Linked DNA regions of Mus musculus: regions 2, 3, 4 and 5 are each linked to region 1. The links are chromatin contacts, called in public ChIA-PET, HiCAR-type and promoter capture Hi-C maps. All regions are on one chromosome and are shown on one strand. Each heading gives the region's core, a stretch centred on a gene start, on an enhancer-like site or on the middle of the called end of the contact. The rest is flanking DNA. Distances are from core to core; before and after follow the strand shown.

What was found. Promoter capture Hi-C pulls out the DNA fragments that hold promoters and counts their contacts. ChIA-PET counts read pairs in DNA pulled down with a chosen protein or histone mark. HiCAR-type assays count read pairs that join an accessible place to other places.
Region 2: a contact with region 1 is called in a promoter capture Hi-C map of hippocampal neurons, with 5 times the contacts expected there. The contact joins the enhancer-like site here to the promoter of Rngtt in region 1. A contact is called at or near these places in 10 of 39 promoter capture datasets (the 3T3-L1 cell line, the HPC-7 cell line, cranial neural crest and 5 more) and 3 of 115 datasets of contacts at active chromatin or transcription factors (embryonic forebrain, embryonic midbrain and large pre-B cells).
Region 3: a contact with region 1 is called in a promoter capture Hi-C map of neutrophils. The contact joins the promoter of Bach2os here to the promoter of Rngtt in region 1. A contact is called at or near these places in 7 of 39 promoter capture datasets (the 3T3-L1 cell line, 3T3-L1-derived adipocytes, the HPC-7 cell line and 4 more), 2 of 15 datasets of contacts at CTCF or cohesin (embryonic stem cells and stem cell-derived epiblast-like cells), 25 of 484 Hi-C or Micro-C datasets (the AtT-20 cell line, B cells, the Ba/F3 cell line and 11 more) and 3 of 115 datasets of contacts at active chromatin or transcription factors (effector CD8 T cells, embryonic stem cells and memory CD8 T cells).
Region 4: a HiCAR-type map of astrocytes shows a contact between it and region 1, with 3 times the contacts expected there. The contact joins the promoter of Cnr1 here to the promoter of Rngtt in region 1. A contact is called at or near these places in 4 of 115 datasets of contacts at active chromatin or transcription factors (astrocytes, embryonic forebrain, forebrain and 1 more).
Region 5: a contact with region 1 is called in an RNA polymerase II ChIA-PET map of memory CD8 T cells, with 4 times the contacts expected there. The contact joins the enhancer-like site here to the promoter of Rngtt in region 1. A contact is called at or near these places in 11 of 39 promoter capture datasets (the 3T3-L1 cell line, the C10 cell line, the HPC-7 cell line and 6 more), 3 of 484 Hi-C or Micro-C datasets (cerebral cortex and embryonic stem cells), 5 of 115 datasets of contacts at active chromatin or transcription factors (bone marrow-derived macrophages, embryonic basal ganglia, embryonic limb bud and 1 more) and 1 of 9 other capture datasets (pancreatic islet).

What each region holds. Positions count from the first base shown.
Region 1 is chr4:33,308,958-33,311,602 of GRCm38.p6, reverse strand. It overlaps Rngtt (RNA guanylyltransferase and 5'-phosphatase), which reads right to left and starts at 1,292. Exons shown (of 16, transcript NM_011884.3): 1 at 1,079-1,292. The coding sequence starts at 1,142.
Region 2 is chr4:34,225,313-34,227,957 of GRCm38.p6, reverse strand. No RefSeq gene overlaps it. Among named protein-coding and RNA genes, the nearest start is that of Gm33286, 81 kb to the left of the region's middle. Within about 2 kb of position 1,292, at least 60 of the 459 cell types and tissues checked have an H3K27ac peak or open chromatin away from gene starts, as enhancers often do. A contact at or near this core is called in hippocampal neurons, where this site is marked.
Region 3 is chr4:32,570,319-32,572,963 of GRCm38.p6, reverse strand. Bach2os (BTB and CNC homology 2, opposite strand) reads left to right here and starts at 1,302. Exons shown (of 5, transcript NR_026843.1): 1 at 1,302-1,380. All of the region lies in intron 3 of Bach2 (BTB and CNC homology, basic leucine zipper transcription factor 2), which reads right to left.
Region 4 is chr4:33,923,336-33,925,980 of GRCm38.p6, reverse strand. It overlaps Cnr1 (cannabinoid receptor 1 (brain)), which reads right to left and starts at 1,337. Exons shown (of 2, transcript NM_007726.5): 1 at 823-1,337.
Region 5 is chr4:32,766,963-32,769,607 of GRCm38.p6, reverse strand. Mdn1 (midasin AAA ATPase 1) reads right to left here. Exons shown (of 102, transcript NM_001081392.1): 95 at 2,437-2,526; 96 at 1,551-1,666; 97 at 781-955. Among named protein-coding and RNA genes, the nearest start is that of Lyrm2, 32 kb to the left of the region's middle. Within about 2 kb of position 1,302, at least 70 of the 459 cell types and tissues checked have an H3K27ac peak or open chromatin away from gene starts, as enhancers often do. A contact at or near this core is called in the HPC-7 cell line, memory CD8 T cells and neutrophils, where this site is marked.

The DNA.
Region 1 (2,645 bases), core at 43-2,542:
CGTGGTACACGCCTTTAATCCCAGCACTCGGTAGGCAGAGGCAGGCGGATTTCTGAGTTCGAGGCCAGCCTGGTCTACAAAGTGAGCTCCAGGACAGCCAGGGCTATACAGAGAAACCCTGTGTCGAAAAAATACAAAACAAAACAAAAAAAAAAAAAAGAAAAAAGAAAGAAAGAAAAGAAAAAGAGAGTCACTCAGAATAAAGACAACCAGAAAGCAAGGGTGTGGGCTTCTAAGAGAGTGTGGGTACCAGCTAGCTCCTCAATAGGGAGCCACAGCTCACTGTATTTTGCCTGGTGTTCAGATAGCTAAAAAGAGAGAAAGGAAACGCTTATGTCTCATAACTCCGATAAGGAGACTTAGCAGATCTTTGCAAACACCTGCCCGATAATTACTCTATAGCTGAGTAAATCCTGTGAAAACAGAACTTGTATTCCTTCCTCAATTTTAATCACAAAAATGTTTTTGGCTTCTAGGTCCAGCAGACAAAGTTCCTAATTGCTATCTAACCCGGTTGCTGGTAACTGTGGAGCCTGGTCCTTTAAAGTTACCATGTGCGATGTCTCCACGGATTCAGAGAACTGTGCCTCCGTTATTTCATGTGTATTCCCTGGAATACATGTGTGTGGTCCAAAACTATCAAACTGTACACTTTGAAGTCACTGTTCTTTTAGCCAAGCAGTGACCCGAGCCTATAATCCCAGCTCGCAAGTTCGGGGATGAGTCCACTATACGTCAAACTCAAGATGGCAACATTCCGCAAAAAGTCAATTTTTAATAACAAAACCAAAAGTCCCCCGCTATCCAGCCTCGCGTCTCTTTAAGCTTTCCTTCAATTTCCAGGCTCACACCCAGCTACTCTCTTTCCGAAAACAAGTCTCGCCAAGACAGCGAGACCCAGTCTCCAAAATATCACAAAGAGGTTCACAAACTTTAAGCTCTAGAAGCGTCTGGTCCACCTCCGGTCCTCACTCCTCCGCCTTGCGGGAGTCCCGACTGGCGACCACCAAGCGCGCGGTCCCCCAGGCCCGGCCGGCGCAGTGAGATTCGAACCCTCCCGCAGCCCCCTCCCGGGTACCTGCCACCGGCTGACCGCGCCGCGGACAGTTCAGCCACCGCGGCGGGATCTTGTTGTAAGCCATGTCTGTGCCGCCTCGCCGATAGCTCCACAGCAAACCAGCCCGGACCCCAACGGCAGCAGCTCTACCCGGGTCCTCAGCGGCGCGCCACTTTCATTCAGGTTCGACTCCGCGGCTCCCGGCGAACCCACAATGCACTGCGACTTCCGCCCCAAAGGGCCCGCCCCCTTTCTTCCGAGGTCAGGCGAAATGGAAGCCCCGCCCAAGTGAGGGAGGGGAAGCTGCTGAGAACTAGATAGGCGGTTCCACCTGGCCCGCCCCCTTCAGCCCCGCCCCTGTATCTCAGGGCGCCGGCCTCTGCCACGCCCCGCCCCTGTTTTGCCTTTGTGAGTACTCTAATGACTGGTGTCTCTTTTTTTCCATCTAAACCGGAGAAACCCCCAAAGTAGAAGGAATCCAAGCTTCTTTCCACCTGTGGACTGACCTGCTACATTCAGAAGGGTATTTCACAGGTGAAAAAGTGCTTTTCCGTTAATCATAGCTCAAATTTGATGTCTCTGCTGGATCTGGGTCATTTGAGAATCCTCCCTTTACCTGCATCAAAAAGTCCGGAAAACCAGAGTCTAGGTTATTATAAATGAGTTTTCTTTTTTTGGCGAAGTGTAGGGGACGTGCTTCCGACGACCCATAAAACATCAAAAATTAGTTCCAGAAGCCTTAAGACTATCATTTCTGGAGCAGATGGTTTTGATGTGGTGTTTGTTTGTTTTGTTTATTGCTGGTTTTCACCTTTTTTTTTTTTTTTTTTTTTTTTTTTTTTTTGGTTTTTCGAGACAAGGTTTCTCTGTATAGTCCTGGCTGTCCTGGAACTCACTTTGTAGACCAGGCTGGCCTCGAACTCAGAAATCCACCTGCCTCTGCCTCCCGAGTGCTGGGATCAAAGGCTTGCGCCACCACACCCGGCTTCGCCCATTCTTGAGATTTAAAACACCATATGAAAAGCTGTAGCTATAAGCTTGGTTGTGGGCCACTAGGAGCAAGCTGGTTCTTCCTTATAATCCCTTCAGTCATCAACTTGACATGCCTGAGAAGAGGAAACCTCGATTGAGGACCTAATTGACCTGTGGCCCTGTCTATTGGGCATTTTCTTGATTGCTAATTGTGGTGGTTTGACTGTGCTTTGCCCATGGGAAGGGGCACTGTTAAGTATGGCCTTATTGGAGGAGGTGTAGCCTTGTTAGAGGAAGTGTGTCACTGTGGGGTGGGCTTTGAGGTCTCTGTGTGTGTGCGTGCGTGTGTGTGTGTGTGTGTGTGTGTGTGCACGCGTGCGCGCACGCACGCACGCTCGCACATGATCAAGTCTGGCAGAGACAGTCTCCTCCTAGCCGCAGTTGGATCAAGACATAGAACTCTCAGCTTTCTCCAGCACCATGTTTGCCTGGATACTGCCATGTTTCATGCCTTTATGATAATGGACTGAACATCTGAACCTGTAAGTCAGCTACAATTAAATGTTGTCCTGGTCATGGTGTGACTTCACAGCAATGGAACCCCAAACTATGACAC
Region 2 (2,645 bases), core at 43-2,542, 920 kb before region 1:
GAACATTGTATTAGGTTTAAGGACACAGGGGAGCAAAAATACTTCTTGCTAATGGCGGAGGTCCTGATTGTCTTGGTCCATACCTGAGTTTGGAAGAAGAAGAAGAGGAAGTGGGAAGGAGTACCAGAACAGCCCCTGGCAGCCAGCCAGCCGATCCTCAGCTGCACACGGTTAAGACATGGCGTTTACAGCAGTCCATTACTTTCCAGTGGGGTCACCTTACTCAGGCAATAGGCAGCCGATTAGCAACTCTGCCTCCTGGGCAAATGAACAAGTCAGAGATGGGCAAAATAGGGGTTTCATGTGAAAGCCAGAGAGGAAGCAGGATTTGAGAAGATGCCATCCTTGCCATGTGAGCCACACTTTTATGTAATGCAGAGCACTGTCCGTCTGGACATAAACTGATAATGGCTTTATTCCAATGTAGCTGCAAATGGAAATGGGACTTTGGATGGAGAATTAGTAACACTTATCCCTGAGTTTCTTTGTTGATAGTTAAGATTCTTAAGTTGGATTCAATTTCAGATAAGGACTCAGTATGAGAATAGGTTAAGAAGTCATAATACTCCTTTTCTATTTCAATTCGGGGACATTTCCTTCCCAAGTGTGGCTCAGAGAAGTGGATATGAGGAATATAGAACTCTAATGTGTAGTATCTAGGGGGGAAGCGCTATTCTTTCTTAGCATTACCCACATTCACAGTAATTGCAACAAAATGTTTTAGGAGGGCAAATGAGGTCTATGCCAGACAAAGCAGAATCAGCCAAAGCATCAAGTATTTGTCTTGCTCACGATGGTGGCATGCCATTGTCAGAGGAGAGTTTGAATCAGCAGCAGTTTGGCAAGAACGGACAAAACAAGGGAAAGGACTCCGGAGCAAGGTTTTTGAAAATAGCTGCCTCCAACTGGATGAAATTTCTCTTCTTTAGGTTGTGGTCCAGATGCCATGTGGTAGGTTTGGGAACAGTGCCACTGCCACAATTATCGACAGCACCCTCAGTATCCTGAACATTACAGTAATGGGCGAGTGACTCTACTTGGGTTGACAGTAATGAAGAAATGGAAGAAAAATATTAGTGCAGAAGCACTGGCAGCCTGCAAGGAACTCCAAGCTGGGCCCTCATGGTGGCTGAGTTCTCATCTCTGGGTTGTCCAGATGGGGATACAAGCTGTTTGTGTGATTATCTCCATCCCTAGGCTCCTGCAAAGAAAAGGGGCTTTGGTCATCTCCTACCTAGGAAGGGAACACTGACTTCCTCTAAGGACAGGCATACTCATTCCATGACTCATCTCCACAGTCGGGCCACATGCATAGCCAGCAAGCATTCCTGACCTCCTCGTATGTATTGCCTGCTATCTGATTCTTGTTGAACTGTCTCATTTGTCTCTGTCTCTGTCTGACTCTGTCTGACTCTGTCTGTCTTTATCTTACACACACACACACACACACACACACACACACACACACACACACACACACGCTCACACATAAACATGCCTTTCTCAACACAATGACCCCAACAGTCACTGTAAATGTCCCCATCACCTCACCATCTGCCTGTCTATTGGGCTTTGGGTTTTTCTTCTAGATTAATTCCCTTAGAGCAGAGAGTTTTTGTGGACTTGTTAAAAATGCAGAAATGTGGTTTCCTGAACTACTCAGCCAGAATATCTGGCAGCTGGCCCTGGGAATTGGCATCTATGTTAGCAAAGGCTTCTGGATGATCCAGATGCACAGAAACACGGAGAAAGCAGGCCTTGGGGAGCATCTGTGCTCCCCCACAGAGAGCCACACTCTGTGGCAGGCTGCACCACACTGACAGACAGCAGAAGACGCAGTGTGTTCTGAAGCTGAAAGGCTATTCCCCAAACATGAGCCGGCTGTGAACTGTCCCCAGTCTGCAGGTTGCCTAAATCCTGAGAGGAACATTTCTTGCATCTTGGACTAGTTCTCAGTGTTGTTTCTCTCTCCATCACGTTCCTTGTTACTCACTGACTTAACAACTGCAGCATGGCTGGTAAAGGATTCCCACATACAATGTATTCATCCTTATTACAAATCTATGCAATGAACATCATTAATACTCCCATGTGAAGGAATGAGTGTGCCTTGCTCAGTGTACCAGTTAGCAGGTTGTGAAGATAGTATTTGAACTCAGATTAGCCAAACTCCAAATTCTTTACTATGATCTTTCCTAAAACAGCTGAACCATAAACGCAGAGCAAGGAGAGCCATAGAATCTTATTGAAATGTCTTAACCTCTTTCACTACTGAGATTTCCTTTTGGTTCTACCGACTGCCAACCACTAATAATAGGAAATAAAGTGATAAGATGAAAACTGGTATGCAATGTAGAATTTGCGGTGGCTTACTGAAATATTGAAAATAATACCCAAGCTTCTAATCTAGCCTTTTATTTAAGATCCCAGACCCTTGGTAACCTTATCACCTTCATTTTAAAAACAAGGAAGCAGAAATACAGGGAGGGCTGGCTCACTAGCTGTAGAGTCAGGAACAAACTTCAGCTTTCTGCCTTTCTGTCTGAAGGAGTGTTATCCAACATCATTTGAAATCTGCCAAGCAATCACTCAAGCTGTCTGTGAGTATTCTATAACAGGTAGGCAAGTTGTATAGTGGGTACAGA
Region 3 (2,645 bases), core at 53-2,552, 740 kb after region 1:
GGTATGGAAATTAGGAATTCAAGGTCATCCTTAGCTACAAACTGACAAACTGAGTTTAAGGCCAGCATGGGCTACTGAAGACCCTAATTGTTTTGTGTGAAAACATTGACTTTGTGTCTGATGCAGAAGCTGAGAGCAAGCCCAGGCTCTCTCTCTCTCTAGGGCCTTGTCAGTCTCCATGGGGTTTGGAGTTCAGGTCGGTGACATTTTTAAAAAATGATTTATTTATTTTATATATTTGAGTACACTGTCACTGTCTTTAGACACATCAGAAGAGGACTTCAGATACCATTACAGATGGTTGAGAACCACTGTGTGGGTGCTGGGAATTGAACTCAGGACCTCCGGAAGAGCAGCTGGCGCTCTTAACCACTGAGCCATCTCTCCAGCCCCAGGTCTGTGACTTTTAACAGCTTCTCTCTGCCCTTCCTTGCTAAGGCGGTGCTGATGGTTTGGGAACTTCTGCAGTTACATCTGTTTCTGCAACTCCTGCACAGTTATGACCTCAGCAATCTTAGCACTTGGGAGGAGGTGGAGGCAGGAAGATTAAGGCCACCCTCAGAGGCCTGTGGAGTTCCAGGCCAGCCCAGGCTATTAGACCCAGCTCAGGTTGCTTAGGTTTTTTTCTCATATTCAATTTCTTGGCTTGGCCAGCAGATGGCAATGTAAGCCTAAATGTCATGTGCTAGGCTAACCTTTAATACTAACACCAGTCAGAGAGGCTAAACTTACAAGTGTATGTCAGTCAGGTGTGTTGTGTTACACCTTTAATCCCAGCACTTGAGAGGCAGAGGCAGGTGGATCTCTGAGTTTGAGCCTAGCCAAGGTTAAATACCGAGAGCTTGTTTCAGAAAAACTCAACCAACACCCCCACCCCTGCAAGAAACCAAAAAATTGAAAGCGGCCACATTAAATAAAGTAAAAACAAAACAAAACAAAACAATCCAGGTGAGTTTCATTTTAAGAACATGTCATTTATCCCAGTGTATAAAATATTTCTAATGTAATCTATACAAGTTATTTACAAAAAATTCAATGATGAAAAATTAAAATCTAAAGCACATTTTATTGTTCCAGTATTGTTCCACAATTCAGATGGGTCCCCACAAAAGGCTTGCTAGACATGTGTAGGACGTGCCCAGGAATCTTACAGATCTCTCAGGAAAAAGAGTCACTGGAGAAAGCATGTGGGCCTGGGTTTATTGGTGAAGAAAGCAACTTCCTGTTAGGATTCAGAGGGTGGAGTGTTGAGTCTGTGTTCTTTAAGAGGTCAAGGGTATGGCTAGTCTGCCCTGAATCTGGGAGTTATCTGTTGGTTGCATCAGATAGTCATGAGGCTCAGTCCTGGTATTTGTGCCCAGTTGATCACCATGCACAAAGGTAAGCACACTAAAGAATCATTTGCCTTTCCTAGGGCCGGGTGAAAATTCTGTCGGGTTACTTCCTAGCTGTGCACTTACTCCATGTGGCACTTACTATGCCTCCCATGTGGTGAGTGCAGGCAGGACAAATGGCTCCTTTGCAGGCTGTTGGAAAGGCCTTTGCCTGTGGGGCTGTTTCTCCTAGGCTTCCAATGATACAGTGCACTGTTTATCTCCATTTTCCAAGCTTTGGATAACAGACACTCAGATCCTAGATGGTGCCCCAGCAGCACACAGGTCGTCAGTTGGAGACATAGCACCTGGGCATCACAAAAGCTGTGCACCCTTGGGGCTCAGGGGACTTCTATTTCCACTGACAGCAGAGCCATCTTACTTCAGCTCCAGACTGTATTTGCTTACTTGCAGAAAGAAAACATGCCACAGAGCAGATCACAAGGAAAGTCTAAAGGGCTTCCGCACCGAGCGCTACTGTATTTAAAGCCATCTAGACAGCAAACACAGACCAGGTAGACAGGATGGAAGGTTGGCGGGGGAAAGGGAAAATCAACAATGGCAGTGTCAAAGTCCTTGGAGCAAAAGCAAACCACACATGGAATTTCATCAGGGATTGTTGCAATCGGGCTTCGTTTTTAAAGACGGTCAGTGGAGAAGAAAACAGTCAGCCATACATCTTCTTCTCTCTCAGGGGGAAGGGAGCCCTCACTCTTGTGCTGGGTTCTGTTTGTAGATCTGCTAGCCACACAGCAAGGAGGAACTTACACTGACCAGCAGGTGGGAGCACCTGCCTTGTTCCTCAAGGGATGCGGAGGCTCAACCTCAGCCCTCGGCTGTTTCCAAGGCAACGGGCGGGCATTCCTGGAGATGAGGGGCAGCCCTGGGCCTTTCCAGAGGAATATTTTCACAAGCTTTTGTGTGCATCCATGTACCCCACACAGGGCTGAAAACTAGGTAATGTGACAACGTCTTGGAAAGCCGACCAGCTGCGAGAAAGCTCACGCCTCTGCTCTTTCCTCCAGGAGATTAATACAACGTACACAAGCTTGTACAGCTTGCTGTTTGAGTCAGTGCTCCTGCCTAACATATCCTTCCAGACGGTACTTCTCATCAGAGGTGTTTACTCTCTGGGTCCCCAGAGACAGCACAGAGTAGACAATATGACACAATGAAACATTCTGCTAACTCTCGCCCCCACCTGTCCGAATAGCCTGCTGTTATGGCCAGTGGACTCTGGGCAGGGAGGCTGCACGGTAGACAGGCCTGGGA
Region 4 (2,645 bases), core at 88-2,587, 610 kb before region 1:
AGGAAGAGCTAGTAGCTCCTATTTGGAAGAAAAATTTAAAAGATAGGAAATAGGTTTTTTCATAGATAGGTTATTAAATTTTTTTCTCACCTCTTTGAAACCTTTGAGAGATAAACCATGTACTACAATTAAAAACACGCATGTTGCTTTAAACTTTGAAATGACCAAACAACAGTTTCTCACATCTATCATAGCAAACATTTGCATTCAGGAAATGCTCCATTTGTGACTTGTAAGCCTTAACCAAGAAACATCCTTTTAAAATAAAGCATCAACTTCATTCGTCTGGTGCCAGCTCTTAGTTTCATGTTCCTATAACAGTCAATCACAGGTATCAATACTATATATATTAGTTTTTCCTTAAACAGAGATGGCTGCTGTAGCTATCGCTCTGTATCAGAAGTTCCTTATTTAACATAGATTTCTTTACATGACATTTAGTATTTAATTGAGTCGTTTTCTACATGTGGTGCAGAGACTCTGGAAGACTTAGTTTCTGATAAGGCTAAAAGACGTCAAGCATCAACTCAAGTGCCTGTTTTCCAAACATGCACAATTACACATTTTCTACAAACAGACATCAGTGTATGCAGAGCTAGGTGCATATCCAGTAAATTGTAAATGGTAGAAGCCTCCAGAAGTAGCTTAGACCACAGGTAACAAGCTGGGACTATACAGCTAAGTAAACACCATATTAGCACGATTTGCTCTCCTGGAACACGGAGCAAGAACTCCGCGTAGGACACCAGGGGACCACTGGCCAGTACCGAGGGGGCGGGAGGCGGAAAAGCTATTCCCAAACGCCACTGTGCCAGGTCTTACCCTTCGCATCCCCCGGTCCACGGGCCAGAAGCTCCCTCGGCACCTGTCGCCCAGCCAAGGGGCTGGCTCTCTGCTACAAGGAAATTTGCCCCCAGACTCTATGAGAGCTCTGCAGACAGCCCAGGCTCCCGCCTGAGCCAGGGGGAGGCTCTGGCGCCAGGGGAGCCAGAAGGAGGCGGAGGCGGAAAAGAAGTGGAGAAGGTAGAGGCAGCGAGCGAGCAGGGGAGGCGGCGCGGGGCGCGGTGGGGCGGGGTGGAGCGGGGCGTGCCCGCGGCGATCGGTCAGTAAGTCAGTCGGTCTGCGCGCCCGCGTCCCCGGCCTCTAGCACCCGTGCGCCACGGCCCCTGGGACTGGCTCCCCTGGGCTCGGACAGGCCCGCTTCGTTCTCCGGCTCTCCCCGGCGTCCCACTGACCGCGCTGGCCGGCCTGGGGCCGCCCGCTTGGGCCACCCCGAGCGCCCGTCGCCGCGCCCTGCTTGAGGTCCCTGCCTCTCCCTCAGCTCGCGCGCTGTCTCTGGCTCGCTCTCGCTCCAGTCCCATTTATGAAGCGTGGTCCCATCACGTGTTAATGAGCCTTTGTCCTGCCCTGGCAGCGGCGGCAGCAGAGACTCCGCCAAGGGATCTGCGCGGGGAGGGACCGGCGCGCGGCGCCCGCGGCTCCAAACTTTGCTGCGCGGTACCCGCCGCGGCGCTGGCCCGGGGGCTAGGAGGGACGGCCCTGGCGCTCGGCGCCCACTGTGTCATCCTCACTCTTTGCCACCAACGACCCCGCGGCCTCACCCTGCTCTGCTCCCTGGCGCCCTCCCACCCTGGCGTGGCCAAAGGGGACGCGTGCCTCACTGCCCGCGACCTCGGGGCCGTTAATCACCAGCGCTGCTCATTGCCAGGACCTCACTGGAGGTCACGCGCCGGGCGGTCGGGATCCGGAAACAGGGCGGCAGGAAGGCCGGCCAAGTGAGGTCTCCGCCCGACCCTCCCCTCTGCGCCGCCTCCAGTCCTCAGCTACCTGGCCGCGGCCACCAGCCCTCCGCCCTCGGGGCGGACGGCGTCGCCTGGGCGCCTCCCGCGCTGGCCCGCGCGACCACCCGGGCGCGCCCAGCCTCCAGCCGTGGCCGCACGAGCTCGGCTCTGTGGGCGCCCGGCGCCCCCTCCCCAGCCCTGGCGCTCCCCGCACCTCCTGCTCGCGGGGAGATGCATCCGCGGCGGGCGGGGGCTCTTGTTGGGCGGGAGCCTGGGGACCGGCGGTGCGCCCGGCCGCCGCCGCAGGAATTAGGGGACATGCTCGTTAATTGGTTCCACTCCGCCGTCTGCCTCTTGTGTGCACGGATCAAACCTTAATTGGTCTTTACATTTATCACGGCGAATTGCAACCCTATACACGAGCGTCAGCCCGCAGCTTCAGCCGAGGGGGCCATTCTCCGCCCGGGCCCCGGGGACCAGGCGGTTGTGGCTACAGCTGAATTGCGTTTTAGACCTCGTTCTCCCTGGAGAGTTGGGTCCAGTCGAGTCGTAAGGTTTCCACCTGACAGAGCCACATCAAGTCAGGTCCAGGGGCCCAGCTGTAGGCACAACGTTAGGTTCCTAGGCCCTCAAGGTAGCAGCTTGGCATTCGTTTTAAGCCTTGCTCAGAGTCGAGGACGTCTAGCCCAAACAGCTTCCTACAAGGCCTCTTTTTACCAATTCTCCCTGACGTCCTACCCCCCACCCAGAGCCAAACGCTCAGTGTATCTGGCCCCTATTTTGAATCTGGTGACAAGGATCCCAGAGGGTGAGCCTAAAGGAAGAAGCAACATAGAGGGTAGAGGAAGCTGCAGAATTCGGGGA
Region 5 (2,645 bases), core at 53-2,552, 540 kb after region 1:
AACCACAAACTTGGTTTTAAAAACAAATTCCTCTTCATTTTTTAATACTTTCCAATTTCTGGGTCAGAATTGATTTAAACAATTCTTTTATCATCTATATCAGTAAATCAACCCAACATAGTGCCCACATATGAGGGGCATGCTGAACTGTGAGAAAATTATAAGAAAATTTTTACTACCATTTGCATAAATGACAGCAGTTTTAGAACAAATTGGTTTAAAAAAAGCATTAACCTAGGTATTTTATATTTAATTTATATTTAATTTAGTCTTCATCACTGAGGTAAGTACTGTTATAATCCTCTTTTTTTTTTTTTTTAAAAGAAAGTGAAAGCCGGGTGTGGTGGCGTACACCTTTAATCCCAGCACTTGGGAGGCAGAGGCAGGTGGATTTCTGAGTTTGAGGCCAGCCTGGTCTACAAAATGAGTTTCAAGACAGCCAGGGCTATACAGAGAAACCCTGTCTCGAAAAAACAAAAAAAAAAAAAAAAAAAAAAAAAGTGAAACTGACAATAAATAAGCTGTCCAAAGTTATGGGGAGATGGAATGTGAACTGGACTCAGGGCGCATTCTAGCCTCTTCCAGGAGAGGTCAGCTGCTGGCTTATGCCAAATAAAAATCACTGTAAAAAAAAAAAAAAACCCAGCACCCCCTAGAAACCAGTTTCAGGAATGCCATGACATGCAATGTTAAACCCCCTTTCTGGATGGAGCCATCAATCCTTCCTGCCAGCTCTACTGAGCCAGCCCGAGGACCCGAGCCTGCTGCTTCTCCCCTTACCTGCTTGGTGTGGTTGTCTACCATGCTTGAGGAGTCATCGATAGCCAGACAAATCTGATACTGCCGTTTACTGGGCTTGGTCCTACGAAGCCAAATCCTGTCTTTTCGAAACTGACTGGCAATGTATGGAATGATCTTCCGCATGTTCAGTCGTTTCCCTGTTCGATAGTCTCCTCTGTTACAGGAACCAATGGGAGCAAAGATGAACACAGGCTCATGCCTCAGAATTTTAAGACAAAATCACATTATTAAAAACTTAATAATTAATTAAAAGCCAGGGTCAGGAAACTATTCCTGGCAAAATGATGACATCCAATGCAGACTGTAATTAGCACCTTCTGTCAGCCAGAGCACCTCAGATCTGACTGTAATAACTAAGCTTTTCCAGAATAGCTAAAACACATCTACAGAATTACAGAGTAATTTTTTCTGTATTAAATACACAAAGCCTCATATGCTTTCCCTTTTCTGTTCTCAACCACGACTCTGACCAAATCGTTGTGGTTCTGACCCTAGTTGAGTAACACGCCATAAGCACAGGAAACAGTACCACATCTGTGGCTGTTCCCACACAGCAGAATGTAAGCCACCTTCATGTAGTACTTCCTCATCTCACACACACGCGCGCGCGCGCACACACACACACACACACACACACACACACACACACACAGAGTTCCTACTTACAGCTAATGGGGGACCGTAGCAGACACAATAGTGCCCAGAGAGCAGAAACAGCAACCCAGAAGCCTCAAGCAGGGAAGACTTACCTTAGTTTGGCTGCCTGTGTAGGTTCTAGTAGGAGACGAAGCTGCTCACACAGCTGTTGTGAAAGAGATGCAGTTAAGACTAGGTAATTCTGCCACATCTCAGCTGCAGCCTTCTCCTAGGACAGCAAAATAGAAATTACTATTAGAATGCTGAAGCAGAAAAGAACTTGTACAAGCCTTCTCAGCAAAACACTTTAAAAGCTTTTCTCAGCAAGCAGCAATCCAACTAAATAAAATCCACTGCCCCCCCCCCCCAATTCCATAATATACAGTTGCAAGGGGCAGTTAACAATGGGAATTCACTCAACAGTTTGCTCCTGCCAGTTTAAGAACTGGACCTGATACTTTGCACAGCGGCATGGGAATGTGAACTCTGGGCAAAGCTCAAGTACCTGAGCGCGCTCATTAGTTTTCAAGAGGGAGAGTGACAGTGTACACAAATCCCCCTCAACAGCAGGGATCCACACACACAAAGGCTTCATACTGACTACAGCTGAGCACGAACACATGCGTGGTAGGGAGAACGGTAATAAACACAGAATATAGGCATGCATATACACCGTATATTTAGAGGTTAAATCATTAAAATACACTCCACATAGCCAGCAAGGACCTGAAGACCATTCAAGACTACAGAGCATGAACTTTTGCCTGGCTTCCTTACAAAGCCAGCTATACAAGTTAAAGGAACCAAGTATGTCTGTCTGTTTTAGTGAGACTCTAGATGTGGTGGCAGAATCAGTGCATATCCCGCTTAGGGAAAGTTCTCAGTATAGTCTCCATCAGCCTTTTACAAAGGGAACTGTGGCTAAGAACCTACTGACTTACAAAAACAGGCAAGTTATTTTGTGGAAAAGAAAAACAAACCCCAACAACTTTGACTTACTTCTTCTGCATTCCCATAGTCGTGCGCCTGCCATGTCTCCAGCTGCCTTTCCATCTCTTGTCTCAGCTCACTGATATCTTTTAAAATGGGCTAAGAAGGAAAAGCTATGTAAGTGGTGGCCCAGGTTGGAATCAATGACCTATCACTGGCTGCTGTCTGTGGCTGCAACCTTGTTGCAGTTGTACGCCTCAACTCACAGCTCAAGCAAA